Linked DNA regions of Hordeum vulgare: region 2 is linked to region 1. Evidence: chromatin contacts called from public Hi-C data. All regions are on one chromosome and are shown on one strand. Each heading gives the region's core, a stretch centred on a gene start, on an enhancer-like site or on the middle of the called end of the contact. The rest is flanking DNA. Distances are from core to core; before and after follow the strand shown. Region 1 has its middle 6.8 kb from the start of LOC123441141. Region 2 holds the start of LOC123441159 (TATA box-binding protein-associated factor RNA polymerase I subunit B-like).

What was found. A called contact is a pair of places that touch in the nucleus more often than the background predicts.
Region 2: a Hi-C map of leaf shows a contact between it and region 1, with 4 times the contacts expected there. The contact joins the promoter of LOC123441159 here to the enhancer-like site in region 1. A contact is called at or near these places in 2 of 6 Hi-C or Micro-C datasets (leaf and seedling).

The regions. Positions count from the first base shown.
Region 1 is chr1H:411,060,693-411,063,288 of MorexV3_pseudomolecules_assembly, reverse strand. No RefSeq gene overlaps it. Among protein-coding and RNA genes, the nearest start is that of LOC123441141, 6.8 kb to the right of the region's middle. Within about 2 kb of position 1,313, at least 1 of the 3 cell types and tissues checked has open chromatin away from gene starts, as enhancers often do. A contact at or near this core is called in leaf, where this site is marked.
Region 2 is chr1H:411,232,335-411,234,930 of MorexV3_pseudomolecules_assembly, reverse strand. It overlaps LOC123441159 (TATA box-binding protein-associated factor RNA polymerase I subunit B-like), which reads right to left and starts at 1,306. Exons shown (of 5, transcript XM_045117666.1): 1 at 636-1,306; 2 at 1-550. The coding sequence starts at 1,254.

The DNA of each region.
Region 1 (2,596 bases), core at 64-2,563:
ATTGTGTTAAATCTCAGAGTAAATGTGCAAGGGTATCTTGCCCAAAACTGCATCAAACACCTTGTGGTCATTCTCCAAAGTGGCTAGTTTCACCACTTAACTTATTCTCCTTGCCCCAAAAATTTACCACGGTTCCCTGAGACCTAAAGCATCTCCACTAGCCACCTCAACGGATAGATGCATGATTGAGGGGGTGAAAGTCCACTTGCACCTCTCTAGACAACAAGTTTTTCCTCCCTCTTCAGCTTTTTCTCTTCGCTAGCCTGCTACCAGAGCATCCCAAGCACTTTCTCCCTTTTTTAACCCTCATGCAGCAAAAGGGCGCAAGTGGCCGCGCCAGAGCGCGTCAGTGGCATCATCATGCCGGCCAAAAATGCGCTCTGGAGCGTGCTATAGTGCACCTGAGAGCTGACTTTGCTCAAAGCCCATCCCCTTGCCGCCGAGCCACTCTCGCGCCGCCGAGGCTTCTGTTCAGCGACACGCGAGAGTGTCGGAGCCCCTCTCTCTCTCTCTCTCTCTCTCTCTCTCTCTCCTCTCTCTCTCTCTCTCTCTCTCTCTCTCTCTCTCTCTCTCTCTCTCTCTCACACACACACACACACACACACACTGTGCAGCGCGCGCCCGTGGCTGCCCGAGCCGGCCAATGTGTGAGCTCACATGCGCGGAAACCCCCGCTCCCTCTCCTCTCCCCACGACCATAGACGATCCCCAGGAACGCCTCCGAGCAGCATGTCCCTCTCGTGTGAACCACATCATCGCCTGCAACCTCGATAGCACATGGGTCCACAGTGAGCCCGTGCCCTGGCTATATAAAGCCACCCCGCTCCGCCTTTCCCGTGGACTCTCTTCCCCTCCCCAAATCGACCACTTGGACCACCATAGCCACCCGAAAGCCACACGAGCTCGAGGTCGAGCTCGAGCTCCGTCGGAAGGACCCGCCGTCAATTCGCTCGGTACGACCTTCCCCCGTTGTCGTTCTTTTTTGATTTGGAGCCTGTGCAGCCTCCTGATCCTCCCCCTCTCCCTCATGTTTTGCAGTCGGAGCCGACGTCGGCGGCCCCCTCCCGAAGCTCCTCCACCACGTTCTTCGTCGCTGGTGAGCAGCTGCTCCTCCCCGTCCATCTCCACCTCCCCCCGACCGGCGACTCAACCATGCATCCATCCCTGCAGCTCCCTCGTCTCGTAGAGCACTCCTCCGCCGCCGGTGAGCATCGTCCCCTCTTTGTCGCGAGGAAGGAGATGACAAGTGAGCCTCGCTTGTCATCCTCTCTCTCACCAGGGGCCCGTCTGTCGAGTTTGAACCCAGGCAGGCGCGCGCTTGGCTCGCCTAGGCCGACTCAGTTGGCTAGCCTGGCTTGGCCATGCCAATTAGGACCATGGAGCACAGTGCATTTTCCCTTTTTATTTCCTTGCAAGGTTGCAAAAATCCCCCAGACTTAAATATTTATCCAAATCTAGTGATTCCAATTTCTAAAAATTTGTAATAATACAGCCTATTTATTAGTGCCACTTGTGCAATTTTTGAAAAGAGTTTTAGACACTGTTTTGTTTTAGAACCTTTTTAAAAGCATTTTTTACTTTCTGTTAAATTGCTTTTCACAATTTTTTACACTTGAAAACTAAAACCAAATAATTTTTACAGTACTAATACTCACCCTAATATTTTACAAAAATAAATGGACATTTTTTGGCGTGATTTATTTTCTCTGTTTTTGTCGTGCTCTTATTTTTGCCTGTATTATTCTGACAAATAGATTACGTTGTTGACGAAGAGCTTGGATCGGAAGACTTTGAAGACCCTAAGAACTTTGTTGAGGAAGGCAATCAGCCCCTTGACCATGACTTGAAACCCTTTTGCATGGCATATATCACTTACTTTTTGCATTGAATCATGGTGACTATGGTGACCACCTCTATGGGTTGCACCCGTTAATTCCTCGTTGATACTAGCATTGCATAACTCTATATGTGTTTAGAGTTGTGCGAGCGGGAAGTAGATAGATTGCTATGTAGTTGCTACACAAATGGGATGGGACTATGCATGGTGATGGAAACAGTCGTGTTTTCAAAGACTTCTCGAAAATCTGTCGGGTGCCACTAATGCCCGAGGAAGATGGTGTTGAGACTAAGTGACCACTTGAGAAAGAAGTGGTGTACCAAGGTAGATGTGTGTGTGTTTTAAAAAACAGAGAGATTTATGATTTGTCGACCGTCCCAACCTTACATGTACAACCACGATACCCCTTATGGTACGGGGCGGGAGTGACGTGGTCACTCTCGAAACGGGGTCGTGCCAGGAAGGACGACCATGGGCTGAAAACGAACATCGGGCGCGCCGTTGCGTGCCCTCGTGGGTGATACTAATGATGTACATCACAAGGAATGGCACCAACGAGTGGACTCTTTGTTAGTATCATCATGAAAAAGGCATTGTTCGGATATTTACCTTAGGTACCAAAAATACCGCGAGTCGTGAATTGCCACGGAAGTTTCCCGAGTCTTTTCGGTAAAGTGTGCAACCTCTGCAAGATGTAAAACTATTCGAATAGTCGTGTCTATGATCAAGGACAGTTGGATGGTGCTGCTTAAACTATGT
Region 2 (2,596 bases), core at 57-2,556, 170 kb before region 1:
ATTAGTATAGCCATTACACAGACCCGTGTGGGGACCCTTGCTGGATTACTAGACAACCATAGTTCTGCAGGCAATGCCCACTCATAGATGCGGCAAGCATGAGGGAGTATTCTTTCTATCGGCAGAGACAACTCATTCAAGTAGCGTTGAGCAATAGCATAGAAATTAACAGAAGGAAGCTGCAATCCTATTCGTTGTGCTATGGACCCAGCTGAAGCTTCCAGTTGCCATGCTCCAATCACTCGGACTGGCCTGAATAGTTGTCTTGCACTCAAAGGGCAGTGTTTTAAAGAGACCCCAAGAAGCTTCTCTACTTCGGTAAATGCTGCCACATAAGGAAGCTTACCTTCCATTGCCCACCTGTAAATGTCAGTTGGTAGGATGGCTTCCCGGGCAATATGACAGGCCAGGAAACATACAGACAATGTTGAGTATACTGGCAGCATCGTTCTCAATGAGCGCAGAAAGATGAACTCAACCCTTCGCCTGTCTTTTCGTGGCAAGGCTTCCTCCACCCATTCACATTTCACCTCTTGAGGTTTTTGTTCGCCTGCACAGCAAGAGATACACATATGGCTAACTTTGTTCTGGCCTTTTCAATGTTATAATAACTGAACAAGAGCGTAAACTGATACCTCCACTGGCAGAGCACTTCTTCAGTCTCTGCGCGGCCTCGTCCTCTACGAGCACCTTCCGCACCCAAATTTCGTCGAACACCTTGGAGGCAGCAACCCACCGCACCCAGACAGTTCCAGCCAGGCCGCAGACAAGCGCGCCCACCCGGTACCTCTTGACCAGCACTTCCAGCTGCTGTTGCAGGATCACCTGCAGCCCCTGAACGTAGCGCCACCGGACCCGAGCACCCAGCTTCTCTGGCTCGCCCCAAGCCCCGGCGCCAACCACAAAGTCGAACGGCTCGTCGAGGTCAGGAAAGGCAGGCGCGGCAGGGGGCTGCCGAATGGGGTAAGGGGTTGGGTAGGGCGCGGGGGTGCGGGGTTTGGGGGTTTTGTTGGCTTGGCTAACACGGTGGAAGGACATGTTGCCGGTGACATGGAAATCGTCGGGATCCGCGGCAGTCGCCTGGGTGGAAGTGTGGACAGCGGAGCACTGGCGGCACGAGAAGAAGCCGTCCTGGGCGTCGTCGGGGTTGTACTCATCCGCCGCGCCGCAGTCGTCGCAGACCAGGCGGATTCTTCCTCCTTCGCCGCCGCCTCCTCCGTAGTTATCCGGGGAGGCGCCGCCGCCGTCATACATGGGAGAAGTGTCGGCTTGCGCCGGCAAGGGCGAGCACCGTGACTAGGGTCGAGCAGGGGACGGGGCGCGCCGCTCTCGCTGGCCCTTGAGAGTTAAGGGACTACCATAGCAGGCCCTGGGCCGTAGGCCTTCACTGGGCTATCTGTACACGTGAATTCGGATTTTCTGTAACCGGCCTAAGAAAAACGCTAACCGGCCTGAATGTCTTAAAAAAAAAGTTTACCAGCCTGAAAATAATCAAGCGAATTAAGGGCAACTGTTATCTCACTCCCAACCCCCTAAAAAAATCTGACTCCAAAACATTTTTCCCCAAACAAATTTAACTTCCAAGAAATCCTGGGTTTTTTAAACCTGCATTCTAATCTTCTTTTTTTAGCGGAAGTTGCATTCTAATCATTCCTCAAAACATTAACTCTAGGAAATTCATTTCAAAAGGCAATGCACGAAATCAAATTCAAACCACACATGTTCAAGAATTATACTCAGAGCTACGACATGGTTTGTTGGATATCATTAACAAGAACCGAAACAAAGTTCAATGAGAATAAACGGGAGGCGACATTGAGCATAGATCAAGGGCTTGCATTGCAAGTTGCACTACAACGATCTTGGCAGGATGACGGCTTTGGCGTGTCCATGATCTCACGACGAACTTGCTCAAAATCTTCTTTTACCATGCCATCAAATTGTCAAACATATGTGAGCATGAGTGCTTGCTCTGGCTCCTTCCTTTTGTTCGTCTCGGCCTCGGCAGCAGTCCTCAACATTTCCTCCTCGAGGACAAGCTTCTTCTCCTCAGCCACACCATTCCTCTCCTCGACATATGTCAACACCTTCATAGCCACTCTACCTTGTGATATTCCCTGCCTCCTGTTCGACAGCCAACTCTGTCGGAGACCAGTTTCGTGCCTATGGGAAAACCTCTCAAGAACCCGGTTCGAACACTGGGGAGTTGGTTGCACCCACAACCTCGCCTCATGACTACGTCAAAGCCATATACACTGCACACGAGAGGGACGCCGGACTTTACCCAGGTTCGGGCCACCTTGTGATGTAAAACCATACTCCTGCTTTGTGTTCTTCTCACTTGGGTTGCATAACTATTACAAGCTACAAGGAGGAAAAAGGTTCTCCGAGGGAGAATGGGGAATTTGGTCTCTCTTTCTCTGGTCGCTCTATCTCCCTTATCTACGGTGGCCTCATGCACCTCTTATCTTTACCATGGGCCTCTCTTCCCAAGACTCCGACAGGAAAAGGGCGACCACAAGGAGGCAATTCAAAGGGGGACAAACATGCAATCTCTCCTGAAAAAGGTGGTCTTCATCCTGCCAAAGGCGCTGTC